Regions from separate parts of the Ovis aries genome. Here region 2 is linked to region 1. The links are chromatin contacts, called in public Hi-C maps. All regions are on one chromosome and are shown on one strand. The core of a region is the stretch at or near the end of the contact, and the rest is flanking DNA. Distances in the headings are between cores, read along the strand shown. Region 1 overlaps LOC132660157 (a long non-coding RNA gene). Region 2 has its middle 16 kb from the start of TRNAS-GGA.

Region 1 (5,368 bases), core at 955-3,454:
AGTTTCATCATGTAGATGGATCATAAAATCCTCTATTTTGGGACATTAATTTCTTTTTTTTTCATTAATTTCTTAAGATAACATAATTTATTACTTTTTTAGCACCGAGAAATTCAAAGAAGGGAAACAAAAATTGCCATTATCTTCCTGCCTAGGAAATACCTGTTGACATTTTCAAAGAAAATAAAAAAATAAAGCAGTTCATTTATATGGACAGAAATATCTAACAAAATTTAAAAAAAGTACAAAATGAAAAGTGAAAGCTTTTCTTCCCACTCGGTAAGTCTTTCTTTCTAAAGGTAATTACTGTTAACAAATTCTTGATTTTTTCTTCTAAGATGGGGAGGGGGGGAATGGGGAAAAAAAACACTGAATTCAATGAAAGAGAGCAAACAAAGTTAGTATAAAAGAAAAATTAATTTGTGTTTACGGCTTGTTATTATGAGTAATGCTGAAATACACATCTCTGTTATATATAAATCTTTGTGCACATCTCATTATTTCCCTAAAATAAATTTGAACTGCATGCATTATGGACATTGTATGAAATTGCTTTTTTTCCCAACAGGTTTTAAACGAAGTATGAATGACATTGAGTTTTGTCAGTCTCTAAGTTTGGCCTCAGATTCATAGAACTCAAAAACGTGGATTATGATCTACTCAAACCTTTAAACTTGTGCCCAATATGGTTTGAAGCCACTTGAAATTGAAGGCAAGTATGAAAATTAGAGAATGAGGTGGTAGATAAAGGAACAATCATATTATCCTTATTTATGACATGATCAAGATCTTTAGTGTCATTATAATTGGAGATACTTGAAAATGTCACAGCCAAACTTACCTGATGACTATCAAATAAAACAAATTGCACCTATCTATTACTTGGCAAGGTACCAAGAGGTTCCAGAAGATCATTAACCTGGGAATTAGATGTGTTCCTGTTCTACCCCTAACTAGCTATGTGACCACAAAGGACGCCACTAAACCCTCCAAGGCTCAGTTTTACTATTTAATTCAAGTTCTAAAATTCTAAAATGAACTGTCTCCCACTCTCTTCACACAGAAACCCCATATCAAGTACCAGACAAGGATCTAGTTATAAAGGTCTATCTATTCAAAGAAAGCACACACAGGAGCAAGAATAAATAGCAGTATGGCTCAGTAGTAATTATAATGACACCAAATTGCTATCAGTATAATGACAATAACAATATTTTATATTTTATGAGACAGTACAATCTGGAACATCACAGAGAAGAGATTCCTTGCTCCCTAGGAGTATGAAGTGAAAAGTGAAAGTGAAAGTCACTCAATGGTGTCTGACTCTTTGTGACCCCATGGACTATACAGTCCACAGAATTCTCTAGGCCAGAATACTGGAGTGGGTAGCCTTTTCCTTCTCCAGGGGATCTTCCCAACCCAGGGATTGAACCCAGGTCTCCCACATTGCAGGTGGATTCTTTACCAGCTGAACCACAAGGGAAACCCAAGAATACTGGAGTGAGTAGCCTATCCCTTCTCCAGATGATCTTCCTGATCCAGGAATCAAACCAGGGTCTCCTGCGTTGCAGGTGGGTTCTTTCCCAACTGAGCTAAAACACATTGATGTACTAATCAGTATAATTTAAAATATCTTAAAACACACATAAACCCGAGACTATGTGTCACCCACTGTTCATTTGTGGGGATGAAACTCTCTTTAGACAAATTCTAAGCTCTCTACAAGATGACCTGGCCTCTGAGCAGGAGTATGAATTATAAAAAGATTGATAGATGTTACAATGACTCTACATGTGTAGGCCCTGTATTCTTTTATCATAGCTCTCAAATCTGTAGATTAAATGGTCACTCTCATTTTAAATTTCCTGCCTGTAATCTTTGCAAAGCACTTGACAGGAAAAGGATGATGCTGGGGTTTTCCATTGAGTAGAAGCAAGAATGGAAAAAAAAAAACAAAACAACAACTGACCAGTGATGACAAGCATTCAAATAAATGTTCTGGGAAAGATTTGTTTCATCTCAGACCAGATTAGAGATTAAGAATATCCGGGATCCTGGACTGTGATTGCAAAGGAAGTCAAGACTTCCTTCCCCACAGCTGCCCTCGAGGAAGCTGGTATGTCCCAAGCGTATCTTCTTTCATTGTGCTCCCCAAGGGAGAAAAGCAAAGTAGCACATCTCTCACGGATGCCAGGCTAGGGTGAGGTCCCTACCACCTCTCCCCTCCAAACAAAGGTGCCAGATCTGACATCCTGTCTGGTTGAAGCCACATCCTTAGAGAGCAATTGAAATTGCATCAGCCCTCACCTTGCTGGGGCACCTTTTCCTTTAAACGAAGGGCAAGTGACCATTAAATGTGGCTCCCAAAATAACCCAGTGGTTTCATTGCATTTGGAATGTCTGACATCTAGAACTGAGGAAGTGGATGTACTGCCTCTGAAAGGGGAGGGGAGGGTGGTGTTACCCTGTCCACTGTGACCCTTCACTCAGTTACTCAATAGGAACAGCTGCCAAACTCACAGGAGCTTAAAAATCTAGACAATGGATTATATTCCTTGGCTGTTTATTTAAACATTACAAAAGTCAGCCCCACCTTGCAGAATGAATTATAGGCAAAGGGAGTTTTAACGATAGTAAAAGCCTTTAATAAAGAGTCAGAGTTCTCTCATGACTAGAGAGTAGGCAAATGTATAAAAATGAAGAAGGAAATTCCCTGGCGGTGCAGTGGTTAAGACGCCAAGCTTCCACCGCAGAGGGTGTGCGTCTGATCTGTGGTGGGGGAGCTAAGATCCCACATGCTACTTGGGGTATGGCAAAAAAAAGGGGAAAACGTAAGGTGGAATTTCCTCATATGGATTAACTTTTGTTTACCATAACTTGACATTTTTTTATTTTGAATTTCCCAGTTGAATTTGTCGTAGTAAGAGAATAAAAGGTCTTAATTTGTAAGAAGCAAATATGGACTTGCTGCTAAAATAAAACTCATAGGCTGATAATATAAAGTTCACTGATCCTAAAATATTAACTGTGTGAGCATGGCTAATATGAACACAGGACTCCATAATGTAAATGGCAGTGTTTCATGAATGGTTCTTATTATCTTTTTCTACTATTCTAGTTTTTTCCCCGGTATTAAGCTGGCATTAGTTACATAATTTTTTTTAAACCCACAAAATATTCAGAAGGCCTATATGTTTTAATGTGAGAAAAGCCTATATTTTCTTTCAATTTAAAAACCGAAATAGAAAAAATAAAAATACATTTCAGCTGGTCTGACCTATTTTCTGACAGAGGAAAAAAAGTCTTCTTGTGATTTCTTTTTCTCCCATGTTTTATGGAGATGTAATTGACCTAAGACAGGAGGAGAAGGGGACGACAGAGGATGAGATGGTTGGATGTCATTACTGACTCGATGGACATAAGTTTGAGCAAACTCTGGGTGCTGGCGATGGACAGGGAAGCCTCGTGTGCTGCAATCCATGGGGTCACAGAGTCGGTTGGACATGACTGAGCGACTGAACTGAATTGACATATAACATTGTATAAATTTGTGTACAAAATGTTGATTTGACAAAGCTATATATAGTAAAATGATTCTACCATAGCATTAAATAAGCCTTCCTTGCTGTCCCATAATGACCATTTCTGTTTTGTGTGAGAACACTTAAAATTTACTCTGAGCAACATTCAATTATATACTATAGTATTATTAGCTATAAATACTGTATATCAGGCTCTCAGAACTCGTGAATTTTATAACTAGAAGTTTGTACCCTTTGGCCAATATCTCATTTCTTCTCCCAAAGTTTCTTGTGACCTCTACTCTACTGTTTCCCTGAGTTTGGGTTTTATAGATTTCACATACAAGTGAGATCATACAGTATTTGTTTTTCTCTGCCTGACTTATCTCATTTAGAGTAAGGTCCATCCACATCACTGTAAATGGCGGGATTTCCTTGTATCTCATGGCTGAGTCATATTCCATTCCAGGTCTTCTTCCTCTGTTCATTGGTTGACGGACACTTAGGCTGTTTCCGTATCTTGACTACTGTGTATAAGGCTGTGTTGAACGTGGAGTGCAGAGATCGCTATGAAATCCTGATCTCAATTCCTTTGGATACATACCCAAGAGTGGAATTGTTGGATCATTTGGTAGATCTATTTTTAATTTCATTTTTTTAGAAACTCCACTAATTTTATGGGGGTTTTTGATGTATCAATTTGCATTCCCACCAAAAAGCCCAGGGGTTCCCTTTTTTTCCACACCTTGCCTTGCCAGTACTTGCCTGGAAAATCCCATGGACGGAGGAGCCTGGTAGGCTGCCATCTATGGGGTTGCACAGAGTCGGACACAACTGAAGTGACTTAGCAGCAGCCAATACTTATCTCTGTTATTTTTTTTTTAATGATAGCCATTCTAACAGGTATTAGGTGATACCTCATTGTGGTTTTGATTTCCATTTCCTTGATAATTACTGATGTTGGGTAAATTTCTTTTTTTCCCCTCAAGTAATTGTTTTATTGAGGGGTAACATAGGTCCAGAACACACATTGTTTTATTGAAAGATAATAAAAATTGTAAGTGGAACACACTTTCCTGTGATCTCTACCCAGAGCAAGAAAGCAAACATTACTAGCACCTTAAAAGCCTCCTTCAACTCATCTTTCAATTCCTCTCCTCCTCAAGGACAACCTTTATCCCAGCTTCCACCTCCACAGACTAGATCTATCAGTTTTGAGTAAATATATGTATAATATATATATGGTATATACATAAATACATATGTATTTCTTGTGTCCAGTTTATTTTACCCAAGAGGATGTTAATGAGATTCATTCATATCATTGCACGGTGTTGGTATTGTTCAGTTGCAAAGTCCTCTGACTCTGTGACCCCGTGGAATGCAGCATGCCAGGCTCTTCTGTCCTTTACTATCTCCCAGAGTTTGCTCAAATTCAAGTCCATTGAGTCAATGATGCTATCTAAGCATCTCATCCTCTGCTGCCCCCTTCTCCTCCTGCCCTCAAACTTTCCCAACATCAGGATGTTTTCCAGTAAGTTGGCTCTTTGTATCAGATGATCAAAGTATTGGAGCTCCAGCATCAGTCCTTCTGATGAATCTTCAGGACTGATTTCCTTTAGGACTGACTGGTTTGATCTCCTTGCTGTCCAAGGGACTCTATCAAGAGTCTTCTCCAACACCACAGTTCAAAAGCATCAAGTCTTTGGAATTCAGCCTTCCTCATGGTCCGAATCTCACATCAGTACCTGACTACTGGAAAAACCAAAGCTTTGACTATATGAACCTATATTGACAAAGTGATGTTTCTGCTTTTTAATATGCTATCCAGGTTTGTCATAGCTTTT
Region 2 (4,753 bases), core at 1,244-3,743, 410 kb after region 1:
CACCCCTTAGAGAGAGCCAAAGGCCTGCCCTGGGTCACTCAGAGAGGAGGAGCAGAGCAGAGACTGGCTTCCAGCCTGGGGTCTCCAGCTTCCACAGTCTACCATGTGTAAGGGCCTTATTCAGCATGGGCAGGTAGCCCCGCCCAGAACCCCACACTCTCCTCAGTTAAACTGGGAGCCCAGTGTCCCCGTGCTGGAGCAGGGCCCCTCCTGCGGGGGCCTCTTCTCTGACAGTGCTTGCAGCCTGTACCTGCTCACCTGCCAGACTCAGGACGAGGCGAGGGCCGCCTTCAGAGAAGCCTGTTCGCAGGGGCTTGGTTATGGTGTCTTCTGATGCCCAGGGCAGGGCCCGTGTCTCCTCCACCAGATCCAAGACTTATGGTCTCAGTTCTCCAGCCCTTGGGCACTGAATCTCACCCAGGGGAGCCCAGGGCTGGCTAGGACCACTCACACACCCCCTACTGCAGGCCAGGCCCCTCTGTAGACCGGGGTGCCGGCCTGGGTCAGGTCTGGCTGGGGTAGCTCTCCCAGCACCCTCTCCCTGGAAGCTTCTGTGGTCGTGTCTTATTTCTTCCTGTGTCGCCCTAGACCCCAGCATAGAGTGGTGTGTTGTGATATTGAAAGAGGTGACTTGGGATGTCATTTGAGAGGCTCTAGGAAGAGATTCCAGGCCCTCCACTCCACCATGCCCCTGACTCCCAGGAGTCACAGTCTGGAATTCCACCGAGAGAGGCACATGCCTTGACATTCTCTTTATGAGAGTAAATCAGAGGATTGGTTTATTCTGCTCTTGGGCCCAGAGGCCTCAGGAACTTCTGAGAGCCAGACTGAAGATATGGGTGGGGAGAGGTCTGCTAGCCTGTTCTTCAGCCTCTGGAAGAGAAAAGCTGAGATCCCAGGGAGGGGTGGACCTCTGGAGACAGGCTTGGGCTGCAGGGGCCCTTGGGGCTGGCGGGAACAGCAGGGCCTGTCTGGGAGGGAGCCTCTGACAGACGCTTTATCAGGCTCTGTCGCCGGCGTTATCTGTGGCTTCTCAGCAGAGAAAGAGCCACGGTCCTCAGCCACCCTCAGACCACTCCAGGGCTGGAACAAAGCAGCCAAGTCAGCTGGCGGCCCCATGGCTCCACTGTTAGACCGTGGACTGTACAGCCCTGGGGCCCACGTGGGGTATTCAGGGGGGTGGCTGGCCTGGCCTGGCGACGGCCCGTCTGCTGGGACTCCTCCGCCAAGTCCCCACTGCCGCAGGGACCACCTCCCTGGAGCCTGTGTGCAGAATGGGGATGGGGCACCAGGTCACCCCAGCCCCTGCATGGCTCAGCTGAAAATGTCAGCCACAAAGGACAGGACACAGGGCGGCCTGTCCAGGAACAAGGGCCAAGTGTTGGTGTGGGATGATGGCCGGGGCTGAGCTGGTCAAATGTTTACTTGGAATGGTTCCAAGTGGGCACCCTCCAGCCATGGGGGCAGCTGGCGTCTGGCATTGGGCCCTCCTCTACCCACCACCATGGGGCAAGACAAGAGTTCAGATCCATCCCAGATGGGCTCGAATCCAAAAGCGCTCAGAGGGGGCTGCCAGAATAGGCCTTGGCATCGTCACTTCCTCCTGGTCCCTACCCATTTTGGGGGAGCGAAATTGCTGGGAGGCCAGTTTCAATTGCTTTCCTTCTGGAAGCACCTGTTTCTCTGGCTTCCTGCAGGGCTGCCATGTATGGTTGGGCAGGCTGTGCACTGCAAAAGGACACCTTGCCACTGAAGTAAATGGACCTGAAACCTTGCAACTGGGCATGAGCTGCATCAGCCCAGAGGGTGCTTTGCTGCAACTGTCTGCTAGGAGGGGGCACCTTTGTGTGCTGAGCGTTGGAGACGTTAAGATGACAACGTGCTTCTCTTGGTAGGACTAGCTGTCAGTCTGTTACAGATAGGGTTGCCTGATATAATACGGGATGCCCAGTTGGATTTGAATTTCAGATAACAACAAATACTTTTTAAAAATGTATAATTGTGTCCTGTGCAGTTTTACGATGTGTGAGTGTCACGGGTGAATGCTGTCTGCATGCCTGCATGTACTGGGCCCTGTGGTCAGTTGCGCCTGACTCTTTGTAACCCCATGGACTGACTGTAGCCCACCAGGCTTCTCTGTCCATGGAATTTCCCAGGCAAGAATAATAGAGCGGGCTGCCATTTCCTCTTCCAGAGGGTCTTCCCAACCCAGGGATCCAACCTACGTCTCCTGCATCGGCAGGCAGATTCTTCACCACGGTGCCACCTAGGATCCTCTCTGAAGTCTGGTTAAATCAGACCTTCCCTCCAATCTCCCTCGGCACATAGGGCCCTCAGGGTCATGAAGGAGACTGTGGGAGGCTGAAGAGAGGCCAGTGTGGCTGGAGAGGAGCCGGAGAGGCAGCAGCTGGGAGATGGAGTGTGGACTCTGAGTGAGATGGGGCCACAGGAGGGTTTGAGCAGGGACCTCACGTTGTAACAGGCTCCCTCTGCTGGTGGTGCTGAGAATAGGCTGGAGGGGCCTGACCGAAGCAGGCTGGCCTGTGAGGAGATTGCATCCATGCGGGGCAGTGATTTTGGAGCTAGAGAGAAATGGCTGATTCTGGATGTAGGAGCTTTTTGTTACGGAAAATGTCAAACACACGGAGAAGTAGCAAGGATTATGCAAGGAGCTCCCATGGCCCCATCACCCACTTTAACCATCATCAGCTCACAGCCAATTTTGTTTCATACAGACCTTTCACCCCTCTTGACAACTGGATTATTTTGAAACAAATCCCAGATATCATGTTATTTCATCCATAAATATGTCAGTATATATCACTGAAAGATAAGGCCTGGGTATATTTTGAAGCAGGAACTACCAGGAATTTGCCCCTAGACCTCAAGCTATTAAGAGAGAGGAGGCCCCTGACCTCATGAAACCCATGGCTCAGCAGTCAGTTCCCTGGTCGTAGGACCATCTCTCCAAGGCCTTCTCGTGGTTTCCTCCTCAGGCCTCCTGTCTCCTGCCCTCCCGTCTGCGTGCATTCCTAGAGCAATGCTCCTCATGCTGGGGCCTGGGGGACGCTGGCATGGACTCCCTTTTGGAAGTTCCTGCCTTCTCCCCAGACCTCACAGCAGCCCGAAGCCTCTACTCTCCTCTCTCTGATCTCTTGAGAACAGGACAGTGCTGCGTCTGCAACTGAGGTTCCCAAGGCCCTCACAGATGGTCACTCCCCACAAACTGAGGAAAGGCGGGCACCCCTGGTGAATGTGAGGGAAGTGCCGGGAAGTCACAGGGTGAGAGACAGACAGGCACACAGATTCAGACATCAAAACTCCTTGAAAGTTCAGGGAGGCATTTTGCTCTCAGAAGGCCACCCCCTCCAGGAAGCACCGGGGCTTACCTCTAATGTGCCGGGAGACTTTGCAGGGGTTCCTTCCCCTCTCTGGGTCTGGTCATGCAGGGCTTCTGCCTTCTCCCCTCCTCTCAGATTTCTGCTTCCCCTAAGTCCTCCAGATGGGGGGAGTTGAGGGGCAAAGGCGGACATGGGCACAGGCTGCTGGGAACGTGCTAACCTTGGACCCAGCCACCCACACTTTGAACTCTGTGATGCGGGCATAGTATCCCCACTTTCCAGAAGAGGAAAGTGAGGGGCAGAGAAATAGACACCCGACTAGGATCCCCTGGTTTGCGGCCAATACAACCAGGACTTGAGTCCAAGGCCAAATGCTCAGCATTGCTGCCCAGGTGCCCCTGTGGTTTTTGAGGTCCCACCCCCAGGCAAAGCCCTCCTCAGTAGGCTGAGTTTCACCAGTGCAACCCAGATTCTAGCCACTCTGCCACCTCAGAACCTCCTGAAGCCTGTGCTCCTCTTAGCCTCCTCATGGTGACGCTGGGAGGCTGACTGACCTTCCTATTCCAGTCACCTTCACTCCCTGAGCCCTGCCGAGTGCTGGGCTTCATGGACGCCGGATACACCAACATGTTTCTCTCCTTTCATCATCACAGCAATTGAGTGAGGTATTATGCCCATTTTACAGATGTGGAAACTGATGCCCAGAGAGGAGCAGTGACCTGCCTGAAGCCACACAGCCCCACTCTGGTGGAGATAGGCCTGAGACCAGAGTTCTCTGACTCCCCGCACTCCATGCACTACACTGCCAGAAACTGGCTCAGAACACCTAACCCAGTGCCGTTTGGTTGTCCTGGCTTCTGGCAGTCTTTTGTTTTCTTCCCCAAACAACTCCTTTGTCTTAGTTTCACCTAGGTAGTAACACTCGATCTTTCTAATAATTGTGGGAGAAAGGTATGATGATTGGTTTTTATAGGTGAAGTGCCACACATGTCTCCAGGGACATTGTGTTTCGAAACTTCCTGAAAGTTCCCCACAGCTTGAGTTACTCCCTAGAGCTGCCCACGGATGCTTACGTTCTTCTGGCTCCCCCTACAGCCTTTCAACAACATTGACTCACCCTGCAAAACTTTCTGCAAAGTTTTCTTTCCCCTTTAAGTCAACACCTCCCACGGTTACCACATCTGGGCCTTCTCCTCACAAGTTTGGACCCACGTTGTCCCTTCTTGCTCCCCATGTTCAACAGTGGTCAAAGCACTTTGGCCTTTTGTAACTCCATCTTCAAGAAACTAGGATTTGGTACAGACTTAAACTAGGGAGGCTGTCAAGCGTGAGAATCACAAAAGCGTGTCTGGGTTTCCATCAACCTGAGAGCTCTTTGTGGGAGAGATCTGTGTTCTCCAATCAGATTACAC

Evidence for each region. Hi-C and Micro-C count contacts between places; a contact is called where the count stands out from the background.
Region 2: a Hi-C map of tail adipose tissue shows a contact between it and region 1, with 6 times the contacts expected there. The contact joins two enhancer-like sites. A contact is called at or near these places in 4 of 16 Hi-C or Micro-C datasets (omental adipose tissue, skin fibroblasts and tail adipose tissue).

Annotation. Positions count from the first base shown.
Region 1 is chr7:13,241,342-13,246,709 of ARS-UI_Ramb_v3.0, forward strand. The region is part of intron 1 of LOC132660157 (a long non-coding RNA gene); the gene reads right to left. Among named protein-coding and RNA genes, the nearest start is that of MAP2K1, 4.2 kb to the right of the region's middle. Within about 2 kb of position 2,205, at least 12 of the 54 cell types and tissues checked have an H3K27ac peak or open chromatin away from gene starts, as enhancers often do.
Region 2 is chr7:13,649,473-13,654,225 of ARS-UI_Ramb_v3.0, forward strand. No RefSeq gene overlaps it. Among named protein-coding and RNA genes, the nearest start is that of TRNAS-GGA, 16 kb to the right of the region's middle. Within about 2 kb of position 2,494, at least 7 of the 54 cell types and tissues checked have an H3K27ac peak or open chromatin away from gene starts, as enhancers often do.